2 separate regions of the Anser cygnoides genome follow, and region 2 is linked to region 1. A link is a contact called in public Hi-C data. All regions are on one chromosome and are shown on one strand. Each heading gives the region's core, a stretch centred on a gene start, on an enhancer-like site or on the middle of the called end of the contact. The rest is flanking DNA. Distances are from core to core; before and after follow the strand shown. Region 1 holds the start of ZFP64 (ZFP64 zinc finger protein). Region 2 holds the start of DPM1 (dolichyl-phosphate mannosyltransferase subunit 1, catalytic).

The links. Hi-C and Micro-C count contacts between places; a contact is called where the count stands out from the background.
Region 2: a Hi-C map of liver shows a contact between it and region 1, with 1.7 times the contacts expected there. The contact joins the promoter of DPM1 here to the promoter of ZFP64 in region 1. A contact is called at or near these places in 2 of 7 Hi-C or Micro-C datasets (granulosa cells and liver).

Annotation. Positions count from the first base shown.
Region 1 is chr16:7,828,844-7,836,702 of Taihu_goose_T2T_genome, forward strand. ZFP64 (ZFP64 zinc finger protein) reads left to right here and starts at 3,306. Exons shown (of 6, transcript XM_048072544.2): 1 at 3,306-3,474; 2 at 3,852-4,091; 3 at 5,420-5,581; 4 at 6,783-6,845; 5 at 7,467-7,718. The coding sequence starts at 3,420.
Region 2 is chr16:8,320,230-8,328,088 of Taihu_goose_T2T_genome, forward strand. It overlaps DPM1 (dolichyl-phosphate mannosyltransferase subunit 1, catalytic), which reads left to right and starts at 3,410. Exons shown (of 9, transcript XM_013188666.3): 1 at 3,410-4,106; 2 at 4,365-4,464; 3 at 6,059-6,092. The coding sequence starts at 3,556. All of the region lies in intron 2 of LOC125183797 (a long non-coding RNA gene), which reads right to left.

The DNA of each region.
Region 1 (7,859 bases), core at 2,056-4,555:
GGATTATCACCTTTTGTGTCTTATCTTGGCCCCCTAACAATCCCATGTCTGTGCTATATTGTTTTGGCAAAATGGGTCAACGGAAATGTCAAGCGGACGCCGCTTTCCCAGGAAAATAAAACTTCAACTGTAATATGAACTGGCATCTGAAATTCTGGGTATGTTCAGTGCCTCTGCAAACTATTTTATTAATGAATGTGTATTCATTACACGTTTACGTCTACACGGCTACATCCACACAGCTATAAAATTGTTCAGTAGCAAAATCAAACTCACAAGGAAATACCAGAATACTTGTTTTTTTTTCCCACTTATCTTCAACTGTATTACGTGATCTTCAGTTACCCGTTAGTCCGCCCTGCTCCTGCAGCAGCTTTACGCTCTTATCACCAGGTGTTTTCCTCCCTACTGCTAGATGGAGCACACAGAGCACAGAAGAAACATTGGTGTCTAACACAAGTTTGAAGGTGTCAGGAGCCTGAACTGGATGCAAAGCATGCCTGGATGGATTGTGTCCATCAGAGACTACAGCTGCCACTGATCCTTTACTGACCACAAGCAAATACATTTTTTTGTTTCTTTCAGCTTGGTGAAATTTAAGTAGCAAAAGGAATCTACCAGAACTAAAAGCTATGTGACTTCCAAATTTCCATTTTCTACTTAGTTTACATACAGTGAAGTGAGTCTTCCTTGAATAACTGCATTTTTAATACAGGACAAAGCAACATTTCAATAATGTGGCACTCCAAAACAGCTGAGCCAGTTTGTTGCAGCAAACCACTAAAGGCTATGCTTCAAATAAAAATAAATAAATAGAAAAATAAATAAATAAAGTAATAACTTAAAAAAAAAAAGTTAACACCCCCCTCCACCACCCCTACCCCCATCCCCACCCCACCCCCCCTAAAAATGGTGTCATCTTAGAGGAAAGTTTTCTACAGCCCTAAGTACAAGGAACACCAACTGCCTATAATGGACATTTAGGCCTACATCCAGAAATCCATGCAAATGAAGAGGCTTTCCACTAACTTCAGTGGGCATCAGATTCTTATTGGGCTGTATAAATGATATTAAGTTAGGTTTGTCTTTGAGATTTGGGGTGAACATGACTGAAGGACAGGTGAGGGCTTGGGGAGGACAAACGGCCTGTAAAATGGGAGATGTAGACATGAAGGATGGTTTTCTTGTGATGATAACCATGCAACCAGTTTGGTTCTCAGCAGTTACTGCAGTGTTGTCCTAACAATCAGCAATCTCGCAGTACATGGTTTTGCATGATGACTAACACTGAGCACGAAGCACGACACTTCTACCCAGTCGAGGGAAGTGACTGCCTCACTCTACTCTGCGTTGGTGCAGCCTCACTTTGTGTATTGTGTGCAGCTTTGGGCAACACAGTTTAAGAAGGATGTGAAACTATAGGAGAGCTACAAAGATGGGGAAAGGTCTAGAGGAGAGGACGTATGAGGAGCAGCTGAGGTCCCTTGGTTTGTTCAGCCCAGAGCAGAGCAGGCTGAGCAGAGGCCTCATGGTGGCCTACAGCTCCCTCAGAAAAATCATAGAAAAACAGTTGGAAAGGGCCTACAAAACCATCTAGTCCAACCGTCCTCCTGTCACCAGTAAGCTACTAAATCACATCTCGTAGCACCTCATCCAGGCGCTTCTTGAACACCGCGAGGGACGGTGACTCCACCACCTCCCTGGGCAGGCTGTTCCAGTGCCTGACCACTCTTTGAGAGAACAAGTTTTTCCTGATATCTAATCTAAATCTCCCCAGGCACAACTTGTGGCCATTTCCTCGAGTCCTATTATTAGTTATCTGGGAGAAGAGGCCAACCCCCTCCTCATCACAACCTCCCTTCAGGAAGTTGCAGAGCGCAATGAGGTCTCCCCTGAGCCTCCTCTTCTCCAGACTAAACAACCCCAGCTCCCTCAGCCGCTCCTCATAAGACTTGTGCTCCAGGCCCCTCACCAGTTTTGTTGTCCTTTCTTGTAGTGAGGGGCCCAAAACTTAACACAGCACTCGAGGCGCGGCCTCACCAGAGCTGAGTACAGGGAGATGATCACCTCCCTGCTCCTGGTGTCTACACTATTTCTAATACAGGCCAGGATGCCATTGGCCTTCTTGGCCACCTGGGCACACTGCCGGCTCATGTTCAGCCAAGCATCAGTCAATACTCCCAGGTCCCTTTCCTCTTCACAGTCTTCTAGCCACTCTGCCCCAAGCCTATAGTGCTGCATGGGGTTATCGTGGCCAAAGTGCAGGACCCAGCACTTGGCCTTGTTAAACGTCATCCTATTCACCTCAGCCCAGCAGTCCAGCCTATCCAGATCCCTCTGAAGGGCCACCCTACCCTCAGGCAGATCAACACTACCTCCCAACTTGGTGTCATCTGCAAACTTACTGAGGGTACACTCAATCCCCTCATCTAGGTCATCAATAAAGATAGGAAACAAGATAGGCCCCAATAGCGACCCCTGGGGGACACCACTTTCCTCCTGAGGGAAAGGCATGGAGTTGTGACAGGGGAGGGCCAGGCCTGGTGTTAGGAAAACATTTTTCACTGAGAGGGTGGTCAGGCACTGTAACAGGCTCCACAGGGATGTAGTCATGGCACCAAGCCTGTCGGAGTTTAAAAAGCATTTGGACTATGCTCTGTCATGTGGTCTGAATTGTTGGGTAGACCCTTTATGGAGCCACGAGTTGGACTCGATGATCCTTGTGGGTCCCTTCCAACTATGATTCTATGATTGGGACAACACTGTCAGACACAGGGCCTGATTTTTGGGTGGTCCTGTGTGGAGCCAGAACTTGGGATCGTGATCCTTGTAAGTCCCTTCCAACTTGGGATATTCTATGTTTCTGTGACTAGGCACATGACTGAAGTGAGATAGCCAAAACTGAAAGACTACCTTGAACCGTAATTCTAGCACCTGCCCTGCCTCATTTCCAAATGTGCATTTCCAAATTGACACACGCCCTGCCGGACACAAAAATAGCCCGGCTCAGGACGATGGCCTCGCCAGGAGGTAGGGCTGGCTCACACGAGCCACCTCTGCCTCATGGACACGGCTGCGCAGCGCAGCCGCCTCAGCACTAAGGCTTCACTGCCGGCTTCGTCAGGGCACGGAGCCCGGGCTCATGAGGCCAGCGCAGGCCGTTACGGGGGGCAGGAACGATCGGGCTGAAGAAAAGCCCAAGGAGCCGAGCACGGCGCTGTTGTGAAGGGGTGACATGACGGAGCCCTGAGCGCGGCGGCAGGTGAGGGCAGCCGCAACCTCGCCGCCTCCACTGAGCATGCTCGGCCCCTCCACATCCGCCGCCGCTCGGCCGCCGAGAGGCGCGGGGGGGGAGGTTCCCCGCCGGTAATAAGGCCCTTGGCAGGTGGCAGGGGCGGCGTGCGGGGCTCGCTATCGCCATGAACCCCGGCGGCGGGGCGGGGGCGGCGCCGGCGTTCCCGGGCCCCGTGCAGTGTAAGTGGCGAGGCGCGCCGGGCGGGTTATGCGCGCTCCGGGGCCCGCGAGGCGGAAGCCGGCTCGAACCGGGGCCCGGGCAGGCCCCGAAACCTGAGTAGCGCAAGAAGCGAGGCGGGAGCGGAGGAGCCCGGGAACCTGGCTGGGGGGGAACCCGGGAATCTGGGTGAGCGCCCAGGGGTTGCGGGGCCCGGGCTGGGCCTGGGCAGGGCCCCCCCAGGGGGTCCGGGGCCTGCGGGGAACGTGGCCGCGGGCATGGGCATGGGCCGCAGCGGGCAGCTCCGCCCCTGGGGGCCCCGGGCGCCAGGTGCCGGGGGTGCTGGTCTCCTTAGAGTCATAGAATCACGGAATCACTGCCCCTTCTGCTGTCGTTCCAGTTCCAGGAGGCACCACGGTGCTGGTGGAGCTCACCCCGGACATCCACATCTGTGGCATCTGCAAGCAGCAGTTCAACAACCTCGATGCCTTCGTCGCGCACAAGCAGAGCGGTTGCCAGCTCACAAGTGCGGCAGCTGGGGCCACCAGCACGGTCCAGTTTGTGTCGGAGGAAACGGTGCCCTCGACACAGGCACAAACTGCGGCCAGAACCATCACCTCGGAGACCCAAACCATCACAGGTATCGCAGTGCTTCAGAGCACTCTGCTCGTGCAAAGCAGTGTTACATTGCTCCCTGCACATGTCCCCATCACACTAAGGTGAACAAACTGGTCACATTAGTTGACATATTTGTGCAAAGGAAGGAAGAAAACGAGTGGTGTGCAGCCTCGGTTTTGGTGTGGCAACAGATACGTAATTGAAATACGAGTTCACTTACAATAGCTCTAACATGTTGTATAACCAAGTTGTGCAAACTAATTAAAATTGTCAATACTTAGGAAAAGTAATCAAATTGCTATGCATTTTATTTTTTAAGAGTGTTTTTGATGAGAAACAGACTCAGAATTGCTGTCGGGCTCTAATCCAGGCACTTTTATGTGAGAACACTGCATTCCCTAATATTGCTCCCACAAGTAATTGGCAGAAAAAATATTACTCAAAATTTCTGTGTATGCAAAGGCTTAAGTAAGGTCCTGATCCCGCAAACGTGTAAATAAAACTACAATTTTGTTCAATGTATGAAGATTTGTCCTGCTATATATTGTGAAGTTTTGTTTTAGCTTGGTCTGGGATTTTACTAAAATTCAAATTACATGATTTTAAAGTTGTACAGATAGATTAGGACAGCAAATCTGAAAGAGCAGTGAAGCAAAATGAATTCAGGGCCCACTTCCAGGAATTTTTGTATTATAAGCCCTCAACTCAGTGTGGGTTTTGGATGAGTCACTCTTGTGCTTCGTATTTACTCATCTTTAAAATGAGGGCAATTATATCCTTCTGCCCTTTTGGGGTGTAACGTTTAATTGATTTAAAAGCTGCGACTTTGCCTGACAGTTTTACCCGTTATGAGTAATAGTTAAAAACAGTATAGTTGAAAGAAGCTGAACTTTTTGATTTTTTTTATTTGTTTATTTACGTGATGCCTTTTTGACAATACTAGCCATATAATTTTTTTTTCCCTCCTTTGGGCTGTAGCACAGCCAGTGTTGAAAACCAAAGAGAACTTTATTAATGGAAGACCTGGACAGGCTTCGGAAGAAGCAGAATGTTTTAACAATGCAGTCAGATAGGATTCAAACAGGGAGACAAGTGGGCCTACGTAGGGTCATATGAATCTCAGCATGGCTCATGTGGTCTTTACAGAGTTTTCATCTGATAGCAGGATAGCAAGGGAGAGAAATGCCTTTCTTCTTCCAACTCCCCCATATTAATAAGAAGCCAAGAAGAAAAGTCTTGCTGGAAAAGAAAACAGAGTAGAGGAGTAGTTTATGAGATGGAAAGTAATTAGAAAGGTTTTACTGACTGGACAAGCTAATGTTATCAAACTGAGCTATTTTATGTGTTTAGTTTCTGCACCAGAGTTTGTTTTTGAGCATGGCTATCAAACGTACCTGCCTAGCGAGAGCAGTGAGCCTCCAGCTGCTGCTATTGTCTCTACACCACCAAAAGCACGTTCAAGAAAATCGACTTCCTCGCTTACACAGAAGAAACTAAACTGTTGCTATCCAGGTAAGGTGGATTATGTTGTCTTCATTATAACATTGATAGAATTGGTATAGTTATATACAAAGTAGGTCTGTCTGTCTTAAGCACTTAAGATGCATGAAACTTGGAGGGCAGCCAACAAAGGGTGTGGTATACTACCATTGACATCAGTAGTAGTTTTGCTATTGATTTTGCACGTCCTTAGACTTTGGTCCTGTACGGTGACATACCCTGGTGATGCTCCAGTGGGCTTGCATATTGACACTGGCCTGTGCATACTGGCCCGTGCTGTTGAAGGGCAGAGTCTGGTTTCCTTTTTGCCAGCTGCCATTGTTGCATGCAAAAAATATTATACGTGCATTTTGCATTATATGCTTTGTCTTTGATCAGTTAGCTTGTATACAAAGAGGTCCCTGCCCATGGCAATGGGGTTGGAACTAGATGACCTTTAAGGTCCCTTCTACCCAAACCATTCTATGATACTATGATGGTAGTTTGAACCAAAGTATGTGGAGACCTTAATGAGTAAAAATCATTCAATATGCGATAAATACGTGGAGACAGCCATGTAGATGAGTAGTGATCATTAATGGGAACAGAAGTTGCAGGCTCTTTTTTGCTAGCCTGCCTTCACTTGAAAGGCACAGTTAAGATGTATGGCATTCATTTCTGGGCTTTAAACCTGTAACATTTTCTGCTTGGGCAGAATTCCTGAATGGTGGGCTGTTACCTAAGTTCCCAATAGCACTAACTTGAAATCATATGTGGAATTAATTAGATACCTCTGCATCCCTTGTGTATTTTAAAATGCATCTCAAATCCTAGGCAGAGAGTACAGAGAACTTGTTTCAAAGCTTACAGAAAATGGTAATGTAGAGGGGGAATTGCCTCCCCGGGGAAGCATTAGAAAACTAAAGTTCATAGGTAAGCCAGTTTTAAGCAGTTGTAAGGAAATGAGATGGGGAATTTTTGTTTTTTTGTAAATACTGAATTTTAAAGAAAATCTTACTGAGAAGAAACCTAATGCCCAGAATCATAGAATGGCTCGGGTTGGAAGAGACCTTAAAGATCATCTAGTTCCAACCCCCCCGCCAGAGGCAGGAACGCCACCCACTATATCAGGTTGCCCAGGGCCTCATCTAATATCGTAGTATATTGTTGTTGTTATTTTGTTAAACTGTCCATTAATTTAATGGTGTTCTTTTCTTAATCTTACTACTGTCAGGTTGCCAGTTCAAGACTTCCTATGGTATGAAGGATATGGAACGTCATCTGCGAACCCACACAGGTTTACACAGTCACTATATTTTATTTTTGGTTGGTTTCCTTTCTGGCTTCCTGCTAAAAAGAGTTTTCCTACAAAATAACATCTACAGATAAATCAGATAAGTTATACATGTATATGTATATACTGGAGGTTTAGTTCTTAGTGCCTAGGGAAATGCCTTTTTTGGTAAGCTACGGCCCAACTGGGCCCTAACACTCACAGCTATGAAACATGAGCACTTTACGTAGGTTAAGGCACTATCAAACTTCGTAGATGCAGACCATGTGTTTATCAGGGTGCAGTGTGGTGGTGTGTAAACTTAATTTGCCTTTGATATCAAACAGTGATTTCAACAGTTCACCTGCCATCCCCCAAAACACTAATTCAGAGTTCTGAGGGGAGACTGTGCCAAAAGGCCGCCTCAACTTTCTGCACTTGCATATGCAGCCTTCTGGAGCCTTAGCCGACTGGCTGTCAGCTGAAATCCTATATCCAGTTTTTGAAAACTGGCCACATTGCTATTAAAGTGTTTAGTGTTTTTTGTTTGCTTGTTTGTTATTTAGTAACAACTTTATGATGCAAAAATTCTTCATGTATTGATGCTGTCTTGTTTGTTTTTTGTTTGTTTGTTTGTTTTTTCAGGAGACAAGCCCCATAAATGTGATGTTTGTAACAAATGTTTTAGTCGCAAAGATAAGCTGAAGATGCACATGCGGTCCCATACTGGCGTGAAGCCTTACAAATGTAAACACTGTGACTATGCAGCTGCTGACAGCAGCAGTCTCAACAAGCACCAGCGCATTCACTCCAATGAGCGTCCTTTTAAATGCCAAATCTGTCCTTATGCAAGCCGCAACTCTAGCCAGCTAACTGTACACCTCAGATCCCACACAGGTGAGCTTATACCAAAATTCAGATCTGTAAAAGTTTGGAAGCCATTTGGAGGATTTTAAAAAGGTATACAGGGTGTTAAGATGCCAGGAGGTGCCTACTTGAATTCTCAGAAGCATTTAGGCATCTGGCTTCTCTCAGTCT
Region 2 (7,859 bases), core at 2,160-4,659, 490 kb after region 1:
CTTAAAAGATATCCCACACATGAAGCTGAAGATTATAAAGAGAAAAACTTTCAAAGTGTTAACATAAATCCTGAGTTAAAAGATGTTTATCGTTATAGAAGCTTTAAACAAATGAATGTGTTTGTTCTGATCCCCTTGTTCCATCACTTTTCTTACAGCGTTTTTTAGAGAGCTAGAAGAGGCACAGCCAGCTGTTGATTTGTGATCTGAAGTTTCTGCAGAGGATGTAGGTTTGCTGTCAGTAAGTTCACGTACATTTGTACTGAACACACCTGTAGGCTTTTTTCTTTTTATTTTAGCTTTTAAACACTGAAGACAGACATAAAAAAAATATATATTCCCACAGCACTATGTGGGACACTAAGGCTCACAATCCAGTTTTATTACCACAGGAGCGTTTCTGAGCTCCAGGCACAGACACATCAGATGGTCTTGTTCTGATGCATCAGGTCTGCAAGTTCAGTTCTTGTTTTCCAAAGAAATTCATTGGTCTTTTTTCAAAAGAAATGTATAACTTTGTATTGCTACAAATGCGCCTCGGCTCTTACTAAGGTTGAATTGCATCTTTACAGACTAGGGAATGATTCGTTTTACTAACTTGCAGTGCCACCTAGCAAACACCCTTAAAATTTTTTTTATATAGTTTTTACAAACGACAGCTTAGGACTTTCATATTAAAAAAGAAAAAAGATAAACTTGTGCTTGCAGTATTTCAAGCACCAAGTGCATAGTTTTGTTCTGAACAGTTAAATTTTAACTCAAAATTATGCTTGCAAATAGCATAAGAATATGCTAGGTGTTCACACACCTAAAATTCCAGTACATGAACTCTGAGAACTTCTTTCGGACATAGTCCCTTAAAGATTTGTCTAACAATATTATTAGTTTTATTTTTACTTATACATTTCAGTTTTAGATCAGTACTGAATTTGTTGGAGTTTTGAGACGAGAGGCTCCTGCCACCAAAATAAGGCTTTTAGCTTATCAGGACACATCAATGCTTTATATGAAATACTTTTTAGACTTCCCTGAAAGCTAGACCAGCTTGATTTACTCTGCTTTGAAATAACAACCATGTCCCAGGACAAAACAAGTTTAGATACTTAAGTCTGTACCTGAACCATAAAGCTCTCCCACAGACCTACATGGGGATTCAAAGGCAGCAATTCCGAACAAACGCTGCAACCACTTGTCATTATCCTAAATATCCAACAGGAAGTTGTTTCCTGTTCAATTCCTGTGCCAAATTGTAGTAAGCCACTTTAAAATAAAAGAAGGTATGACCAAATTATCAGTAGTATTTTTTTTCGCTCTCATATAATGCAAAGGTTAGTCATGACAAGTGCTGTTTTCCTCCTTAGAAATTTAAGGAAACCCACATATTTATTAATAAGATAATTACTATGGCATAACTTCACTTTTGCTGTACAAGCTGAAGCAAACACTTGTTGCCAGCCCACAGATGAGGATGGCTGGCGTTTGAGGTTCTTGACAGGTATGTAAGTACCTCAAATACACCTGAAACTCCCTAGTCACAGACTAACCTTCATGGTATTTAATATTCCAATTACACAAAAACTGATTTTACTCAAATACATCACGTACTCAATTTCTTAAGACTGTGGGCACTATTATCAAAATTACCAAAATCCAGAGAAAACTAGGCCTGTAAAGATCATGGTATGAAAGGAATGAAGTGGTCAATTATACAGGAACTACACGTAAACTACACTTGGTGGTCACATTCAAGCACATCTTGAAAAACCCTTCAGCTTTGGCTTTCCTACCTAAGCTAGTGAGGAGTCACCAAAGCTTAAGAGCACCCTGTAGAAATACCACAGAATCTTAGGTCTGCCTTTGGCTCTAAAGAAAATCTGACAACAGATTTTAGTCTGGTTTTCTCTGTCACTTTGGTAGTAGTTCTACCCTGACTGTTACTCGCAGTGAGCACTTCTCTTTCCTAAATACACAGTGCTGCTGAAAGAAGCTGGAAGATGTTGACTGAAAGTCTTGTCAGCGTGGACTTGTCCTTGGCAATTCCCTATGATGAGTTTAATAGTGCTACTGACCAGCTAGAGATTAACAGTTATTGTTGTGTTGTTTTTTTTGTTATTTTTTTAAACCCACCACATGTATTATTTCAATTTATGTTGGCCAGTTAGGAGAATGAGTAAAAACTTTCAACACTAGACTCTTGTGCTAGGTCATTCTCAAGGCTGTAATAATTAGAAGTAATTCTCAATTATCACTTGCACAATTAAGCAGTCATTCCAAAATTTCTTGGTTGTTTAATAGTGAAAATTATTTATTTCCACGTATTTCATGTTTTCATATAAAAACAGACACCAACAAATATATATTTTAAAAAATCATAGACATGGAAGATAGAAATACCATGTTATATCTCTACATGATATAGACACTGCACAGAGACATTTAAACCCCATGCATTTACTGTGAATATCCTTTTTTTTTTTTTGCCATTTAGATTTCTAGTACTGAGGAAATGTTGGGTCAATTTTACTGGCCCAAGCCATGAGGCCCCCTTTAATATCCTTAGCTAATACAGGACCATATTCTTTGACAGGTAACTCCTGAATAATTCTTACAGCCTTCTGGGAGTCATTTCCTAATTTGCAAACAACATATACAGGAAAAGATGTCTGGCCATTAGTTCTCTGCTTTTCTTCACAAATTCGTTTCTCTAAGTATTCCAAATATTCTTCACTTTTTTCCTCTAATTTACTCAAAGGAATGTGGACAGCATGTGCCAGGCGACAGATATCCACTTCAACCTGGGGACGAACATCTAACAATACATGAGGAATTTGCTCATCCAACAGTTTTTTGTACTCCTCTACAGATATCCTGTCTTTACTGGACAGCAGATGTAAAGTCCTACATTTGTCTGTTGCAGAAGAACCACAAAACGCCTCATAATCCTGAAGGCGAGTGACAGACGGGTTGTCCCCACAAACGGCACAGTCTGCTTTCTTTGGTCTTAACTTGATGTTGCGAAATTTCCCTTCCCGAGCATCAAACATCAGCATGAACTGATTGAAGGAGGAACCCATTCCAGAGGCTATCTTCAACACTTCCAAGGCCTGAATGCACCCCATGATGCCCGGCACGACACCCAGCACCCCTCCATCCGCACAGTTTGTCACCGTCTCTGGAGGGGGGGGCTTGGGGAAGAGACACCGGTAGCAGGGTCCCCCTTGGTAGTTGTACACCACTAGCTGCCCCTCCAGCCGGAGGGCACTGCCGGACACCAGGGGCTTCCCAGCCAGGACACAGGCGTCGTTCACCAGGTACCTGGTGGGGACGTTGTCGGAGCAGTCGGCCACCACGTCGTACTGCCGCACCAGCTCCAGGGCGGTGCTCGGGCTCAGGGCGCCGCAATAGGGCACATAATGTACCGTGGAATTGAGCAGCCGCAGGGCCGCCGCGGCAGACACGGCCTTGGGGAGCCCCCGGCGGGCCTCCCCGTGCAGCACCTGCCGGTGCAGGTTGCTGGTCTCCACCACGTCGTGATCCACCAGCCCCAAGCGGCCGATGCCGGCCGCAGCCAGGTACTGCGCGAGGGGGCAGCCCAGCCCTCCGCAGCCCACCACGAGCACGGAGCAGCGGGCGAGGCGCAGCTGCCCCCGCACGCCCAGCTCGGGCAGCACCAGCTGCCGGCTGTACCGCAGGATGGCGGCGGCGCTCAGCGAGGCCTGGCCGGGCAGGGGAGGGAGCTCGGCGGGGAAAGCGGCGGCGGTTACACCAGCGGACCCCTCCTCAGCATCCCCACCGCTCTCCCGTGCCAGGACGTCGGCCAGCCGCTCCCGCAGGCCCCGCAGCTCCCGCTCCCGCCGCTCGATCTCGGCGCCCAGCCGCACCGCCTCCTCTCCGCCCGCCATGCTGGTCAAAATGGCGGCCCGGGGCCGCTTCCGCTTCCGGCCGGTCGCTTCCGGCCGGCGCCGATTGGCCGGGCGGGCCGGCTGCGGGCAGCGCCGCGACATGGCGGCGGGGCCCAGGAAGGTGTCGGTGCTGCTGCCCACGTACGAGGAGCGCCACAACCTGCCGCTCGTCGTCTGGCTGCTCGTGCGCGCCTTCCAGGAGAGGTACGGGGGGTGCCGGGGGCGCCGAGGGCCGTAGGGGGTTTTTATTGCTGCCGAGTGCTGTGGCGCAAGGCACCGCGGCTTGAGGCGTAACGCTGACTCACCCCAGTGAGCGCAGGCTCCCGGTCCCAGTAAGAACCACCGCGGGAGCCTCCGTTGGGAAATCGCCCCCTGCTCCGCTCTGTGTCGTGCCTTACAGGGCGGGGTAGGCAGCGAAACCGGACTTTCCCCTTGTTCGCCTAAAAATAATTCTCGTTTCAGTGGATACAACTTTGAAATTATCATCATTGATGATGGAAGCCCGGACGGGACGCAGGAAGTTGCTAAACAACTGGAAAAGATATATGGGTCAGATAAAATAGTGAGTTGCATGCTTTGTTTGGTTTTTCTTTTTTTGTATAGGAAAGCACTTGACATTTTTCAAGAACTCGAATTAGAGTCCCTGGATCCTGCACTGACTTTCCTTACCTCCTTAAACAAGGTTATAAAGTTACTTGTTTTAAAAACAAGTTACTTAAGCTTTGCATTCCACTTTAGCAAAGGTAAAACTGCAACAGTCCTGCAGCTGCTTACTAGCATTATGAACTCATACGCACAATCATAAATTAATGCTTACAAAGGTTCTCAGTACTTTGTGCGTTGCCGTGTGCTACTGGATAATGAACGGTGTTTGGTTGGTACTTTGTGCACGCCTGAGGGAAAGGTGAGGTTTGGATACAGCTGTGTTTCACTTTCTGTGGCTGCAGGAATTGGAAAATTAAAAAATGGGAAGCTAGTTGGCCGTGGGATTTATTTTTAATGTCTGGTTGCATTTCTCAATAACAAGAGTAATGTTTGGTTGTTTCCTTTCTATTATATTAATATAGAGCCATCAATTATATATAACAAGATATTGTCATTTACTTATTCTTTGTGCATCATTAAAGCCAGTTTTTTGGGGGGATAAAAGCTTTATCACAGAAGAGTGTAAAAACTCAACTTTGAGTTTGACAGAGTTTTATGCTGTAAGCAGTGTCAGACTCTTTTCCAATCTATTACTGTGTGATTGTAAAGTTTTTAAAAGTATTTGTTGTTGGGTTTTTGTTTGTTTGTTTGTTTTTTCCCCAAGCAAATTCAGTGTTCTGATTTGTCCTCAGGGGGTTCCATCCAAATAATGTAATGGGGCTTCTTGTTTAGTGAGTTATGTTTACTGAATGTGGTATGTAGATAGCTCCAGAGGACAGTGCATTCTAGGGAGTAGACAAGGCATTGAAGTGATTTTTTTTTTTTTTCTAAACTTTTACTATTAAAGAACTATTATTCAACTTTGACTATTAAAGAAAAAGATGGGGGGGGAGCAAAATTCAAAATAATGAATTATTAGAAGGACTAATGATTACTAGTTCCTCAATTCCCTTGCCTCTGACTCACATTACTTATAACCTCTCAGATAAGGTAACAAAATTAGTCAAGATCTAAAAGTCAGTATCCATGGGTTATACCTTGTATGCACATGAAAATCTTGAAATTTTATATTCAGTACTAAAAGTATATTAAATCATGCTGGGGAACTTGCTAAAATATTCACTGTTAGTGTTTTCCATTCCCTAAATTAATGGTACTGGGGAGGCCTTTGTTTCAATTCATACGTATGCGTTTGATAGTGGAATTTGAGGAAATCCTTTAATTACAGAGATGGTACTTTTAATTATTATTTTTTTTTACTGCAGAAATACAAGTAAAGCTTATAAGGAGTTTGTTTTTAAATGTGACCTGATCAAATACCTGTTTAAAATAATGGTTTGTTTCTCTTACATTTTGTCAGATTAATTTATTTTTGTGTATTAACATTTCTAAAAGTGAAAAGGAGCTTTTAAGATGTTCTTATACTGAAAATATGGAATTTTAAGATGTCACTAAAAGTAATTTAGAACTGTTCCTCAATTAATTTATTTGTATTTTAATGTATCCTGCAGCTTTTAAGACCCAGAGAAAAGAAGTTGGGCCTTGGTAAGTCCTTATTAAGTCTGGTTTGTAGTTTAAATAAAAAAAAAAAGTTATATTTTGTTTGATTCTAGCATATAAAGTTCCAGAAGAATCAAAGTAAAGCCCAAGTCTAGAAATATGTTTTCAACAAGCTTGTATAAGTGAACAAAGTTAAAAAGCATGCACGTAAAAATCACAGTGTATTTATAGCAAGTTAACCACAACCTCAGACCTGAAGCCTGCGGTGACTGCTGTTCTGTACAACTATGCTTTCCTGTTAGCGCGCGCCTCTTCTCTTCCCACACAGCATTTGCTGATTACAGAATAAGGGACATGGATTGAGACAAGAAGTACCTTTTACAAGAGTGGCTGCCGTTTCTGTATGGAGCCTACTGATTCAGAGGAGACAGTGGTGCTTTCTGTGGCATCTACCTGTGTACAGGATGCTTCAAAAAGTGGGCCATAGCTTGTGCAGTCTCCAAGCCTGGGACACTCCTCTGTCAGAACTCTTCACTGTCAGCTCATTTCAGTGTAACTGTTCAATTAGGTTTAATTATGACTATAATTTTAAAAAAATGCGTATCTGACAGATGTCTAACATTCAAACTACTACGTATTGTCTCACCTATTAACTCACGCATGAACTGAAGCCTTTGAAGTGCATTACAAAAGTTCCTCATTGTCTTCCAGAAGCCCTCAGTAATTTGGGAGCCAGTCTTGTGCCGTTGAGCTAAATCATTAAAGTTTTCATGAAATGACACAAGACTGCAATTTTGTAGATCTGATTTTGTATTTCATAGAAAGTCTAAGTCAAGCCTGTCTTTCTTTGCTTCAGAAAAAGCACCCTTAGGAGGTCATAAATGACATTAAAATTGGCAGTATCGAAGCCATCCTAAAATAAAGTCGAGATGTTTCATTCTGTTAAGATTCACATCTCGGATTCTTTTCTCTCTCCTCTTTTATAATAGGAATGGAAAAAATGATAAAATGCAGTACATTTTTGGTTTATTGGAAATCAGTATCTGTCTTTCTACGCATCTTGGCAACCATTTGGTAAAACATTTCAGGTGTCTTATGTACCGAGTACTGCAGCTAACAACTTTCTCCATTCCACTGACAAAACCAAAGTTCTCCTTTTCTAAAAACTGAATTGTCTAAATTCACCTTTATACTTTTTTCTACATCTCTCATTTATCTAAGAAACTCTAAGAAGTGTACACATCTTAATTTTTCTGTTTTCTGCTTTTTGAACCTTTGTCCTAATTTGACTGGTATTATAGCATAAGCTGATTGATTTAAATTTTTTCAAGTACCATGTTAAATAATCCTACACAATACGCAAACCTGTAACGCTTCTACTGTGTAACTTTGGAAATGACATGGGAAAGAAAGGAAAGAGGTTGTTCATTAACCAGGAGTTTAATTTCATGTGACACTGCCTGCTAAGGACATCAGTTAAGAGTGTTTTGTTTTCAGTTTTATCTATTCCTTATGAAGTTAAGAGAATAATGTGGCTTAATGAAGAGGTTTTAATCTCTGTTATGCTGCTGTACTGTTCTCGGAAGCAGTGCTATCTTTGAATGATCTGACTCAGATCAGAAATTGCCATTATTGAGGAAAGCTCTAATAGCAAAACTTGCTTGTATCAGAGAGCTACATCAGTTCATTCAGGATGAATAAAACACAATATCTGTAAGGAAGGAAAAAAGTCTTTTCAGGAATATAATTCATGGTGTCAAGGAGAATAAATCAAAATGTATATGCTACTAATAGGAAATCCTGAGTATAGAA